Regions from separate parts of the Danio rerio genome. Here region 2 is linked to region 1. The links are chromatin contacts, called in public Micro-C maps. All regions are on one chromosome and are shown on one strand. The core of a region is the stretch at or near the end of the contact, and the rest is flanking DNA. Distances in the headings are between cores, read along the strand shown. Region 1 holds the start of uhmk1 (U2AF homology motif (UHM) kinase 1). Region 2 holds the start of nos1apa (nitric oxide synthase 1 (neuronal) adaptor protein a).

What was found. Hi-C and Micro-C count contacts between places; a contact is called where the count stands out from the background.
Region 2: a contact with region 1 is called in a Micro-C map of caudal fin, with 4 times the contacts expected there. The contact joins the promoter of nos1apa here to the promoter of uhmk1 in region 1. A contact is called at or near these places in 5 of 18 Hi-C or Micro-C datasets (caudal fin, embryo, hematopoietic stem cells and 1 more) and 2 of 4 datasets of contacts at active chromatin or transcription factors (caudal fin and pancreas).

The regions. Positions count from the first base shown.
Region 1 is chr6:37,598,057-37,605,782 of GRCz12tu, forward strand. uhmk1 (U2AF homology motif (UHM) kinase 1) reads left to right here and starts at 3,713. Exons shown (of 8, transcript NM_001076659.2): 1 at 3,713-4,367; 2 at 5,730-6,022; 3 at 7,399-7,590; 4 at 7,685-7,726. The coding sequence starts at 4,097. It overlaps uap1 (UDP-N-acetylglucosamine pyrophosphorylase 1), which reads right to left and starts at 3,041. Exons shown (of 10, transcript NM_212621.2): 1 at 2,908-3,041; 2 at 1,982-2,280; 3 at 1-6. The coding sequence starts at 2,258.
Region 2 is chr6:37,855,442-37,863,167 of GRCz12tu, forward strand. It overlaps nos1apa (nitric oxide synthase 1 (neuronal) adaptor protein a), which reads right to left and starts at 3,672. Exons shown (of 10, transcript XM_021477186.3): 1 at 3,222-3,672; 2 at 2,950-3,021. The coding sequence starts at 3,326.

The DNA.
Region 1 (7,726 bases), core at 2,463-4,962:
GCAAGCCTGTGTGGATGGAAAGATTAGGTCACTTTAGCGAATGTGTGTTAATATCATCCATGAACATATGGACATAATATGTGTACATCAATGTTGTCATACAGTACAACAGCATTTCCATTTGTAGATGTAAAATATGCTACTTTAAAGGGATAGGGTTCGCCTAAAAGGAACTAAACCATTTGATCCCACTTTAGTTGTTTTAATCTTTTATGACTTTCTTTCTTCTGTTGAACACAAAACAAGGTATTCTGAAGAATGCTGGGGGGAAAAAAGCAGGCTTTGGCATCAATAGTAGGAAGTAGAAACAAAAAATACTATGCAAACCAACAGCTGTTTTTTTTTTCTTAGCAGGATTCTACGGCATACCTTCATTTGTGTTTAAGAGAAGAAAGAATCTCAATCAGGTTTTGGAACAAGTGGTGGATGAGTAAATGATGAATACAATAATGATGAAATGATGGAAACATTGATAAAAAAAAGTAAATTAAAGTTTTTGGGTGAGCTATTACTTGAATAATGGCTTTGTACAAACTACAATATCTCAAGTGTGAACAGGAAAGCACTGTGTCTTGTAGGTATAAAATGTCTGGCTTAAGCAACAGTTTGTGTTTCATTATTTGCAGATAACAGGGGTTATCATCTTTGACTTAATGAGGCCTGTTTTATCTTACATAAATTACTGTAATGCTTCATGATCCTTTACCCATAAGCAGCTTAGAACTCACTAAAATTGAAATTGAAACCTGCTTTAAAAATAACTGATTAAATATTAATGCTGCATGTCTCAAAATTTGGCAAACATTGGAATAATAAATAAAAAGTAGCTCCTAGTCAAACAATATGGCTAAGTGTCTATTAATATTAAACTAGAAAAAGACTACTTAGTAAGGACATATGGATGTCGTTCTGAATCATTGTCTGGGTTTTGTTTCCTTCACTTGTGTTTTCTGCATCTGTTGTTTGCTATTTGAGGACATGAACACTTGAACTTCATCTCTAGAGCTGCTAACATATTTCATGAGCACTTTTATTTATTTATTTGGATTAAGAAATTGTGATAGTAAAAGAGACATATTGCTAATGTATAGAATAATGTACCTAACAGGATAACTCCAAAATGAAGAATTTATTTTTACTTTTTTTAAAGATACAAATACAATTATATACAAAAAAATGTAATTATATTAGTACTTGTATAAATGTCCAAGTTTTATAATTTTATATAATTTTCTGATTACAAAACTTTTATTTATTATTAAAATGAAGTACGCAATTGCTTTAAACAAAAATGACAATAATAATTTGGAACTCCATAGTACTGCATTTGTGGAAACAAATAAATGGATTTTATAGTGCCCTAGCATTGAAACATGGCCTAACTATAGATGATGTGATGCTGAATGATCTCAGCATGACTTCAGCTAAGCAAGTACGTCAAATCTAACCAGAACCAGATGTGTTCAATCCTTTTTGGAGCATTATCCCACTCCCCAAAAAAATGGACCACTGGGACAAACCATAGTTTCTTCAACACTGAAACCTGCTGTTTTTCTAATGACCTATTGTTATTTCAGAGTTTCTTTTTAGGGTTGATTTCTTATCTTTCAGGGGGTCATGATTTCTTAAATCTGGTTCTGTGGAGTCCATCAGGGTGGGGAGGGTATTGCAACATTCATTGTATTTTCCTGAGAAATATTTCTTAGTAACATTAGTTTCTGTTCAACAAAGACTAACAATAATCACTTTAACACAAATGAAACTGAACTTGCTATGATTCAGTCAATGTCAACAGAAAGTTAGATGTTAAAGCTGGTAGTTTGCTCTCCATTTGTAATCTGACTGATCATCTGGCCATATAGTGGCTGAGAGATAAACCAACTTTAACCAGCAAAACATCTTAGGTTTTCCTTAAAGTATGGATGGCACTAAGAAGTGATTAAGCTTAAGTTCCATAAAACATGAAAATATCTGAACTCACCCTCTTTTTCCCATTCTTTGAGACATTCACGATCACGTGTCACGCTCCCTAAAACATCTCTGGGCACTGGCTCCATCCTGGTGTCCACCTTCTCCTGTGAGCTCTGCCCAGACGTCTTCATGGCCGACTTAAAGAAGTTATTAATCTCCAGGAAGTTCATGCTCTCCAGGTCGAGACTCATCTCACCTTGTTCCTCAGGGCTGAGCTGGTCCCAAAACTGGATGACATGAGACTGTCCGGCTTTAGCGAGTCTCTCAGCCAGTTTGTGGATGTCCATGGTCTGTCAAGTCTGGACGAGTCTGTGATGGGACAGAGGAAGAAGTGAAGTGACACTGATTATCTAAGAGTCTCTGGAACTCCCGGCAGATCCACCCATCTTATCCCATCCATAAATTGATAACTACACTGTGTGTACGTGCTCAGTCATATAAACTCAGGGTAGTCCAAGTCTTAAGGTCAGCATAACATCATTTTTGTTTGGCATGAAAACAACATACATCAATTCTGGTCATTTGAAGGGCTATTAAGTTTGATAAAACATTAAAACCATTATCTATTTCAGATTAAGGATCACACCTGCTTCATAAATGACTATTACGTTACTGTTTAATACAATTCACCTTGTGCCAGCTTGTTTAATTTAAATGAATGAAAATAACTTATTTATTAGCAACAAAGGTTCAATATTTGCCACAGCCTTTCGTAAAACGAAATATATAGCATTAAGATGTAACAGTTCCTAAAAATGACCTTTCTCTGCCCTAAAATCGATACACTGGTAACGTTAGTCCTTGATAAGAGTTGCGTGGATATCGTCACAGTCGCCCGCCGTGCCAGCTTGACAACTGTTCAACTTCCCGTCAATAAATAATCAACTTACGAAATGTTTAATGAATGCTTATTAAACAATATCAGAATACTATTACCTTCGGAGCGGCTGCTGGTCACTCAGTACTTCCCTTTCGGTTCAGTAGCAGGACTAGAGACACGGCTACATCTCTACGAGCACCGCCTTCGCTGCCAGGGATCCTCCTTCGGTATCCGTCAGTCTGACGTGGCAGGACACACACGGAAACACCACCTCACAGTCAAATCAAACGCGATATTTTGCCCGCCCATATTACAGTAGGACAAGTGCTTAATTCGTTGTCGTAGTTTGTGATTAAACAATCGAAATGCCATTCATATAGTCCTAACCAATGTTGTAGAGGAGAAGGGCGGGACTTGCTGAACTAGACATGGGGGGAGAAATATATATATATATATATATATATATATATATATATATATATATATATATATATATATATATATATATATATATATATATATATATATATATATACTTTATGATAAAACCAACCAATACAATTTATCTTCCTGTAGAGTCAAATTTAATCATACTAAATTACTGCCCTTAATGCCAACTTAGGCAGTATTAATTAACAATTTTAATTAATACTGTAATTAATTTCAGTATTAACAATTTTAATTAAGAAATGAATTTAATAAATTTTAAAAACATCCATAGCAGCAATGATAAATAGTGTACAAAATATTATATTTATATTGAAAAATAAAAGAAAATACAAAAAAACAGTGTTTTTATATTTACTGAAGTGGAAGCATGTTAAAAAATGCAAATGCTGGTGAGCTTATATTTGTAAATATAACAATTACAAATAATATTGATTAGCAAGATTGTAGGAAACTCTACTTTTGCTTTCTCGTCACTTCCGGTATCATGGCCACCAAAACAGTGGCAAAAATGTCCGAACTCGGTCCTCCTGAGCTGGGGTAAATGGATCTGCTGTGTGTTTTATAAACGCACATCAGCTTTTCGGATCTTTAAGATCCGACTATGCTGAGGTAGAGCTCAAAAATTAGTTTGTTCGCGTTAAAATATGCCATTTAAACCTTCGTTCGTCAGCAGTTGGTGGTCGTTAGCTGTAAACTCTGGCTTGCAGAAAACCACTATGCAAAGATCATTTCAACTAAATAAAGTTTCTGCAAAGGGTTACGGATGGAGCACACACCACTTATAAACCTGACACAATTTAACTCTGATTATCGTTGATATTGCTTATGGCTTGCGTTTCTGGCTCTAGTGCAAAAATGTCCAGTCCAAATGTCAGCTCACCTGCGATGGCGGTGACTTCAGCGGCCGCGGAGCAGAAGACGAGCCCGGCGTTATTTGAGATCTACGGGAAGATCTGGAACGTGCAGGCTCGGTTGGGTCAGGGCGTCTCGGCCTCGGTCTACCGTGTGAGCTCCGGAAGGGCCACTTCTGCTGTAAAGGAGTTTCAGGTGGACCCGCAAGGTGGAGATTACGGGTACCTCAAGGAGAGCTCGGTGCTGGAGAAGATTCAGGGACATAAGAATATCGGTAAATTAAGCTAAGACACGTATGTTTGAAGCAGGGGGAAGGGACTACTCTACTAATGTTCAACTTCCAGGAGATTCTGCAAGTTGTTTGTTTTTAACAGCGTAATCTAAATATTAAAGAATAAGTTTATTACATGGGGACCTAATATTTTCTAGGACAGAAGGCGATTTTGTAGTCAAAATAATTGAGAGCCATCGATTTAAACAGCTCTGAAAGATAAACTGTAGTACTGACTGCAAATTATTGTTAAAATATATGTATATAAAAAAGTTTTTTGATTACATAGAACGCATATTGAATGTGTCTTATGCAGGGGTGCCCACATTTTTTAGTATCAAGGGCCGTGGGCAACTTATACCAAGGTAAATATACCAAAGTATATTAAATTTGCCATGTGTAATTTCCTAAAACATTACTTTAAATTGCATTAACTAATGCAGTATAACGTTAAATTACAACTACTTGCAATAAAACAATCACATTTTTAACAGCAGAATCGGCTTTTGACTTGATTTACTCACCAAAGATAATCTGATTAATTTACAACATTTAATTGAAACCTTTAATTTCAGGTAGCTTTTAACAATAAAGCAAACAAACAAGGGTTATATTCAATTTGAATTGACAGTCTCAAAACCATCCCTATCATTCTCCCTCTGTTCTTAGATAGGATGGTGGGCCAAATCAGAGGTTGCCAAGGGCTAACTTTGGCCCACAGGCCCTAGTTTGGCCATATCTGGTCTAGTGTTGTAGTTGAGGTATTATGGTAAATTTATATAAAACATGTATTTTTATGTTGAACAATTAACATACTCTGTCTAACCTGTGTTTATAAAAAAAAGTGTACCTGGTTATATTAAATAGGTTAAGCTAAATTGTGTGTGAAAGTGATTTTAAAGCAAATTTTTTTAACACATATTTTGTGAGTCATAATAAAATGACACAATTTTTTGTCCAGGGAAAAAAAGTAGTAAAAGTGACACATTCCTATGTACAAAACAAAAAAAGGTATACTTGCATAAATGCATGAAAAATGCTTATGAAGGGGTGACCCACATTTACAATATGTTTAATAGTTCGCAAGAGGAAAACTTCTCCATTAAAACGGCTGAGTCAAGTTAATCTTTATTGTCATTTCACTACATGTGTGGACATACAGTGGAATGAAATGTGTCTTGAAGGGTCACAATGCTACATAACTAAACAATCATAATTTTGAACACAACACTTGATGTAAGAGCTATTTTAAACCTATAAATAACTAACATACCAGAGTGTTAATCTAACTATACGAACTATACATATACTATGAATACTGTAAATGAGTCCAGAAGATCCAAATGTTCTTTGTTGTGTCTCTAGTGACGCTGTATGGGATGTTTACCAATCATAACCCCTTTGGTGTGGCTACTCATTGCCTGTTGTTGGAGCTGCTGGATGTGAGCGTGTCTGAGCTGCTGGTCCGGGCCAGTAATCAGGGACACTCCATGTGGTTGATTCAGCACTGCGCCCGGGACGTTCTGGAGTCTCTGACCTTCCTGCACAGAGAAGGTTTCGTCCATGCAGACCTCAAGCCCCGCAACGTCCTCTGGAGCGCTGATGATGAGTGCTTTAAACTCATCGACTTCGGCCTTAGCTTTAAAGAAGGGCATCAGGTGACAAGTTGAAACAAGCTGCTGCAGACACATTAGCATTTGCTGTCAAAATCATTCAATGAACGAACAAACAAGCACTGCCATTTCAATGTTTGGGGTCATTTTGAAAATAGTATGTTATGCTTACAAAGACTTTTTGTTGATCTGATGCACGGTAGTGCTGTGTAAATATAATAAAACAAATTGAATAATTATTTCATCTAATAGTTTAAAATGTTTTAGGATGTCAAATCTCAATTTTCAGCATAATAAATTTTCAGCTAAAATTTTCATACATAATAATATTCTATTCTATTATTCTATTATAATAAATTATTTAAACAATCTATGGCATTTATGCAAGTACATAATTGATTCATTTAATTAATATTTTGACAAAATAATAGTTTGCAATTGTTTAATATTAAGTACATTTTAAAAATTGTTACGGGTTTATAATATTTAAAAAGGATGCTTTAACATTTAGGTGAGATGTAATGTGTGTGACAGATCAAAGATGAGGCAGGAATCGGTTCTAAGTTAAAGCAGTTTCTTCTCAGTGGATTAAGCAAAATATATGACAATAAAACAAGAAAAAAAACATTTACAAAATTATTTTATAAACAAAGACAATAAGTGTAATCCAAATCAAAGAAATTAACAAAACAATCCTTATATCTAACATCTAAACTTGGCGACAAAAATAAATTATGAAATAAAACCCGATATCTTCAGTGCACACGACACTCGATCTAAACGAATTAAACTACAAATCTCAAAATTACACAGATGGAAAAACATTCAAGCTAATCTAACATAAACAAGCTAAACTAAAGCAAACCTAACAAAGATATTCTATTGCTCAGTTTAGTATCACAACAACCAAAGCATTTACTTAAAGGCAACAAAGTTCAACAAGAAAACTTGAATTACATCAGAAAAGTTGAGGTAATAAATCACAGACTAAAAATGACAAAACAATCTTTAAATTCTCATTTAAAGAGAGGCTGTCCGGGGATTGGTGGAACTGGCACCTGAACCAATAAACAACCTAAAAGTGGAGAGAGGAGGGTGAAAAAAATAAATACTCATACAATTAACGTGGAACATAACATATATATTTTTTTACTGTTCAATATTCTATATTAAAATTATATCATCTATAACTTCAACAAATACATGAAATATATTTTTTTATACTTTCAAAAACATTTTTTTCCAGAATAAATTATTGAACAAAATATAATTAATTGAATAAATCAAATGTTTGCTATTTGAAATAGAATTGCTAAATAAAACATTAATTAAAATGTGTGGCCTTACACATTTGAATGGCAGCGTATTATCAATGTGCCTCTAGTATTATAGGTTTGTGGTTCTTGTCTGTCTCATCACAGGATGTGAAATATATCCAGACAGATGGATACCGGGCTCCTGAAGCTGAGCTGCAGAACTCACTGGCACAGGCAGGTGTGGAGAGTGACTCTGGCTGCACAACCGCTGTGGATCTGTGGAGTCTGGGCATCGTCCTGCTGGAGATGTACTCAGGAATGAAACTCAAAGAAACTGTCAAGTCTCAGGAATGGAAGGTCAGATGATAAAGTCATTTTTTGCAATAACTATTTGAAATGACTTAATAGCTATTACTTGAACTGTTGTTCTTGCTTTCTGTTGTGTCTACAGGATAACAGTTCAACAATCGTAGACCATATCTTTTCAAGCAAT
Region 2 (7,726 bases), core at 2,422-4,921, 260 kb after region 1:
GGACTAACGGAAATGTTTTATGTTGGAGCGTATTATTGTGTGTCATGATGTTGTAAAAAAAATGTGCACAATAGCAATGAACAGCAGGCAAATAAACAATTGACAGTAACAATACAGAGAAGCCGCTTGACAAACTGCCCGCAAAAATACATTTCAGCATTTTGTCAAAATTTTTCCTTCAAATTCATGCTTTTTTTTTGGGATAAATCTGTTAATCATCCTCAGTCCTGATTTTGATTTTCTCAGACACATCAAGGTCAGTGCATAAAGGTCACTCTCACACACTCACAGACACACTTTATACTCCATATAAAGAGTATTCAGAAACTAACCTTTTATTGCACAGGCCTATCTAAAAGGTTAATGCTGATGATGACCAACAGTAAACATTACAAAATGTAACCCTTTCAACAAAACCACCAACAATCAAAAATGCATGATTATATGGTGTCATGGTTTTGTAATAAAAAAAAATGTGGTTATAATGGAAGTCAATGGGGCAAAAAAGCCACCAGCAGTAAATTAGGAAGAACAAAATGAAAATTAATCAAAAACAATGCAACAAGGGCAATGTTGTTTCACATGTCCAAGACTTCGATAAAAGATTTTTTATAAATCTAGTCAACAATTACTTTTTAAATTGAAAATACGCAATTTTGTGGGGTTTGTGAGGTAGATAAACAGATTTATGCAAAAAAAAATTAATTACAGCAGTTTAATTTAGTTTATGTTTGCATCCCCAACAAAACAAAAGGGTGGTCATTTTGTTTTTAATTCAAAGCCTTTTCTTGAAATATGTGTCATTCTGCTAGCTGAAACACAGCAAAAAAAAGTTATGGCCAAATTAATAATCAAAAATCAACCCAGCGGGGATAAAAACATCCCCAACAGTACATAAGGTTTAAATACATGGTTCAGAAAGTCATAACTCACAATATTCTGCAGAGCACAATTCAGTGTAGTAGCTACAAACATCTGCTAATTTGGTCATTTTTAACAAGCAAAAAAGCTTGATGTCTTAACTTTTAAGTGGTGACATTCATATTGTTTTAAAAAGTGTGAAAACTGATATGAAGTCAATCAAAAAATAAAGTCTCAGTTTCTGCGTTGTCATAGTTACTGTAATTTGTCTTTGTAGGGCAGTCAGGTCCAAGCTCAAACAATGCTTCCACTGTTTGAACCACTACACGATGGTTAGTTTTTTGTAACATTTCTGTAAAAAGTTTTAACAGGCTGTATTTCTCTGCATGGCTAGATACATGGTTGCCCGTTAAGCCAGGAGATAATTGCAGGGGTCCAGTAAATTGAAAAGGTTAATAGGATCGTTTGCACCTGGTGTCTGCTGCCAGGCTGGAAAACAGGATGTTGAGGGGAAAAAAGCCTTTTAACATCTTACAACACACTTCCCTTAATTAAGTTGTACTGTAAATGTCATAAACCTAAATTGCAAAACATTTTAGAAAAAAGGAAGTAGATATCTACAACAGGTAAAAAATAAAAAACTCCCTTCCAGTAATAAGGCACTAAATGTTGAGAACCTACCATTAATACAGCTAACAACAACAGGGTAACCTGAACTTCAAACTCAGAGAATTGTAAAACTACCAACGAAAGGGAATAGCAGGTTAGTAATTCCATGCTATGCTTATCCCATTTTTTAAAAATATGGTTTATTATACTTCAGACCACATTATACCATTAAGTAAAAATGGACAGAAAAAGGGGTCACATTATTATGTACTTGATAATAATTTGTTACAATTACTTATTGTGTAAATACATGTTTTTACATTGTACTTATTATTGAATAAGTGCCTGCATGTAATTACACTTGTAATTAATTTCTGTTAACCATGTTGACCTAAACTCAACCTTTAACTTATACCCGTACCGCCAAACCTGTCCCTAACTTCAAGAGCACGAGAAGTGTTCTGAAATACCATATGAACACAACAAATATATTGTACTTATTTTCCAATGTAAGTGCATAGTAGTTAAGGACCCTCAATATAGAGTGGGACCCAAAAATATGTATAAAAAACATTGCAACCTCAAACATCAACAGGGGATTATAAGCTTTAAAGAATAAACAGCTTTAAAATGCATATAATGTGTAAGTTTGTATGTAAATGTACACTGAATTACAGTGAAACATTACTTTTCCAATAATTTGATATTTTACTTTCACAAAAGTTATCCAAAATTTTAAAACAGACAGTTTATTTACTAAATTTGATGCATGGAACACAATCTTTTAGCTTCTGATGCAGTTGCCGGACAATCAAAAATATATACAGATTAATAATAAAAATGTGTTTAAATTGAAGCATTTGGCTTTACAAATACCCCCTGCTCAATGTGGAAAACTGTAAAAACCATAGGGATCCTGTAATTTAGAACACAGCTAGATGAACCAGTTATTATATTGTTACTACAAGATTAATAACGACTTTCAACAGTTGTGTTTAAACGCAATGACACAACAAAATGACAGCAAAAACAGCCTATGATGGGGTTTAGCCACATAGAAAACCAGAGCATTTTCACCAGGCATGGTTGGTGGGCGCCAAAACTGGCCCTTTAAGTGCTTTACGCAGAAGACCCCCACTTCAAAGGGCTCTTCTCTGTTTACACACATGAAAATCCACAAACACTGCGGTAGCTAAAGGCGAAGTAACTTACAGAACTGCTGTATGTGTATCAAAGCACCTCTGACAGGGCTATCAGTATCCCACCTTTTTATTTTGTAAGCAATTTGCTCATTGATCTGTTCTGCTTTTGTATTTTGATTGTTGCTCGAGGCATGAAGACCACCCGTGCGGAACACAGGCATGAGTCACAACGCTTTAGAACCAAAAAAAGCCACTTCTATACATACAAATACTGACGTTTATCATCTTTGTCTCCTTTGGGAAAGCGTTAAAGTAAACCGGTGACATTACAACTCACCCTTATTCGCCTCATGGCCGCAACAATCTCCACACGGCTATTCGGTCGAGCCACATCCAGACTACCAATATACTGGAAATCAAAGCAAACGGTATGCATTAATCTCCTGTCGACAACTTTGGCTTAGTGAAGCTTAAGGTGTTTCAAACAGACAGTACGGATTGTAAACAAGTAAGAAACAATAGCAAAACAACTTTAAATGTGTCCTGGTACTAAAACAGCGCATGCAGCAGAATGTAAATAAACAGTGGTGAAAAATAAATTCACGTTACCTTTGCTTCAAAATTAATGCCATGCTGGAAGGCTTCCTCGTTATGTAAAGGAATCCGTAAATCGTGTCCATCATCGACTAAATTGTACTTTGTTTTTGCAGGCATGGTGTCTGTTTTAGGTCTTTCTCCTCGGTTAAAAAACACAAACAGCTCGGGGGGAGCCAGAACTCAGTCTAACTCTTGCGGTCCATGTCTTGTTTTAGCCCGAGGTAACTCTTGGTTTCCCAGGCGTGCTTGCTTTTGACAGAGCAACTTTTGTAGAAATCACTATTTTCAACCCGACGTCGCCGAAGTGAATTCCACTAGGTGTTGCGTTTGATCAAATGTGAACGATCTGCCCACTCTTTCCCATTCAAGAGGGCAGCCCTAAGCTTTAGCTGGTGTGGCAGTGCCAGAATCCTGCTTCCTGGGCTTGTCCGTTTCCAACAACTTCACGCCAGCGCCATAACCTAGCCCACACATCCTTTTTCGAAAGGATTGTTGCGAGGGCAGAGCGCCATTGGCTGAAAGGGGGAATTCCACCTGCTTTCATTGGAACACGGCTTCATCACAGGTTTGGAGGAGGAGAAAGACACCTCGCGAACGTTCAACACCCAACAGTGGCGTGCAGGAAGAGCGGAGAATGACACCTAGTGGCAGAGAGCGGTTCTATGTGGATACAAGCTGAGGCAAGTTGGCAGTTCATTTTATACTTTTTACCACATGTTGCTTCTTAAAGGTAATTTAAAAGTTGCATAAATTAAGCTTTCTCTGAAGGGAATTAATAAACATCGCGAAAGGGAAGAAGGGAGAAGGAAAAAAATGTTCACTGATTGTTGATGGCTAGGTGTCATATAATTATTATTATTATTATTATTATTATTATTATTATTATTATTATTATTATTATTATTATTATTATTCATTTTTTATTTGGCTTAGTCTCTTTATTCATGAGGGGTTGCTAAAGTGGAATGAACCGCCAAATTATCCTGCTTATGTTTTACACAGCGGACGCCCTTCCAGCTGCAACTCAGTACTGTTAAATTAATATTATTATTATTATTATTATTATTATTATTATTATTATTATTATTATTATTATTATTACTATTATTATTATTATTATTATTATTATTATTGTTATTATTATTATTATTATTATTATTATTGCCTGTATTATTATTGGCATCAATATTTTCATCACATAATATTACCTTTATCATCACTATTAATTTGTTGCTATAATTATTATTATAATGTAATATCAACATTATGACTATGAATGCTACATACTATATAAATCATTGTTACTCTGATCATTGCTATTTCAATTTATGTTTAATTTCCTTTTGTGTTCTGTGTTTACAGTATTTTGTATGTTTTGAGGTCTTTATAATAAAATATAAATGAAAGAAAAAACAATTCATTTTCAGTTTAATTATGGCTTGTTTCAAACTTTTATTGTTTCCTCAACTTAAATATTTTCAGTTTATGTTAGGCTATATTATGGTCAAACTAAAACTTTTCATTTTAATCTGTTCATACAGGCTAACCATTATTCAAATATATACATTTTGTTTGAGTGCTTTGATACCATATAAATTAATTAATTAATTATATTTTAAAATAACTAAATACATTTTGCTCTTTAAAATAAAGGTCCTGTATTGGTGCTTATGGTTCCATAAAGAATCTTTCTCATCCAATGGGGAATATGCACACAGACTTTTAATTTCAGAAAGCCAGCCTCAGGGCTTCTGGTTAATTGTCATCCTATACAAAATCGCTGCGTTTAAGGTCTGATGTCTTTAAAACACTGTGATCTTAAGTGGATAAAGTGGGTATCAGACCTAACAAGAAACACTGCATTAAATTTTTCCTATTTTTCTACAGCATGTCTTTAAAATATGAAAATTTATTTTACTCCTGTATTTTCAATGGGTTTTCTGTGCTAGCCTGCTGCTAATGACAACACCTGCGTTTAAACAGCCTTTCATATCTTTTAACGGTTAACAACCAAAATGGATGCTTAAGTCTATTTAACTGATTATATTTGAATTACATTACAGCATTTATGCTGTAAAAGAAACCTTATGAAATTGATAATAGTCACATAAAGCTTTCAAGCTTTTTACCGGAAGTTCATCATTGGCTGAAACACTCTATCTGTGCATAAAGCCCATTGAACATTTACATTGAACAAAAGGCTCTTTAGTTTAAAAATGTAACAGAGTGTTCTTTCACGTATTGCTAGGTTACATATTTTAACACTATAGATTACAATACATATTAATACATATTAATTAAACTTTTCCTTGAGAAGATCATGTCAGGCAAAACTTTCCACTATGCTAAATCTGAAATTACAAATAACTTGGTATCAAAACAAAATATGCTACGGGCATCATGATGGTGCAATGGGTAGCCAGATCACCTCACAGCAAGAAGGTTCGAGCCTTGGCTGGGTCAGTTGGCATTTCTGTATGGAGTTTGCATGTTCTCCCCATGTTCATGTGGATTTCCTTCGGGTACTCCGATTTCCCCCACCAGTCAAAAGACGGGTGAATAAGCTAGATTGGCCATAGTGTTTGTGTGTGAATGAGTGTGTATGGATGTTTCCCAGTGATAGGTTGCAGCCGGAAGGGCATCCTCTGTGTAAAACATATGGTGAATAAGTTGCCGGTTCCTTCCACTGTGGTGACCCCAGATTGATAAAGAGACTAAGCTGAAAAGAAAATGAATGAATGAATGAATGAATTAATTAATTAATTAATTAATTAATGAACGAAAAATGCTGTTTTTTTTTTCTCCAAAGATGAAAATATGTATTGTGTAAATTAGTTACAACTGACTTTTATCAATATATGGATGCTTTCCATGTTGGTTAGAAGCACTGCAATCATTAAATTGTAAACATTTCAACAGTTTATTTTAAAATATTTTAAAAGTATTGAAAATCAAAATAAAGCCATGTGAGCACTTTTATAACACTCTACTGTCTCCCATTATGTGTTAAAAACTTCTATAAACACTCTTGACGCCTACTTAAACACTTAAGTGTTTAACTGGAAATGCAACATGACTACAAACAAGTGGTCAAGTGTAAACAAGTCAAGTTTGTAAATACATGGACAGCCCAATTCTTGCACCTGTAATTCTTTGAAATTCTTTTGCTATATTTTTATGTATTTCTTTATACAAAGGGATGCCAGTAAGCTTATTGAAACTAATAAGTTTTATATGTGAAACACTATGCTATTTCATAATCAGAATACATTACAAGTTAAGCCATTTTTGTGTTTTACCCATAACATGGCCTTTCTGTTTTCTTGTCATTATATATTGTCTTATCTCCTAAAATTAGCATTTTTCCCAAGCTCCTATGGATAAATTGAGTTTCCCTTTTATATTGATTAATATGTTATTTTCATTGCCTTTAATGTGAAATAAGTGAACATAAATAAAAGGAGTCTCAGAAAAATTGTCATTTTAGAAGAAAATTTTAGATGGCACTTTTTGTGGTTTTTGCATCTGAAATCTTCATATATTTACACAAGAACCACTACTACTGGACATTTCTGTAGACCTATACATAAAATTACAATTATACATTATGAATTGCATTATGAATTATTAGGGCGACACTGTAGCTCAGTGGTTAGCACTGTCACCTCACAGCAAGAAGGTCGCTGGTTCAAGTCTCGGATGTGACAGTAAGCATTTCTGTGTGGAATTTACATGTTCTCCCTGTGCTCACGTGGGTTTTCTCCGGGTGCTCCGGTTTCCCCCACAGTCCAAAGACATGCGCTATAGGTGAATTAAATAAACTAAATAGGTCACGTATGTGGATGAGTGTGAATGAATGTTTCCCAGAATTAGGTTGCAGCTGGAAGGGCATCTGCTGCAAAAAAAAAAAAAAAATGAAAACATATGCTGGATAAGTTGGCGGTTCATTTCGCTGTGGTGACCTGTAATAAATAAAGGGAATAAGCCGAAGAAAAATGATTGGATGAATGGTTTCAATGTTGTTGTTATTATTATTATTATTTTGCAAGATATAATTTTAAAGCATAAAAATGGAATAATACTGCCAGCAAATATTATAGTAATATAAATATAAATTGATTAGACTATAAATCTCCAAACACTAACTATTACAGAAGCGTCCTCTACAAGACAAATTAACCCCAAAGTTTTGAAAAGAACTTTGAATATGCTCTTACTAACATACTACTGATGCAGTGTAAATTTAGCTATTAAAGCAAAGTGGAAGTACTGGAGTCTCTTGTGGTTCTCAAACTCATAAGTGGATTGTAACAGGAGTTGCCCTTCAGATGGTAACCATGCATTATGTGCCCCTCTGGCATTGTCAGCTCTAAACACTGAACAACTGCTAACAGATGGGGAGACATGGCAAAAGAAACTGTATATAATGGTAATGTTCCAACTCGGATCCAATAGTAATCCATTTTATGAAGCCAATCCAGTGACCTTGAAAAGTCTGAAAGCTGATGATAGATAAA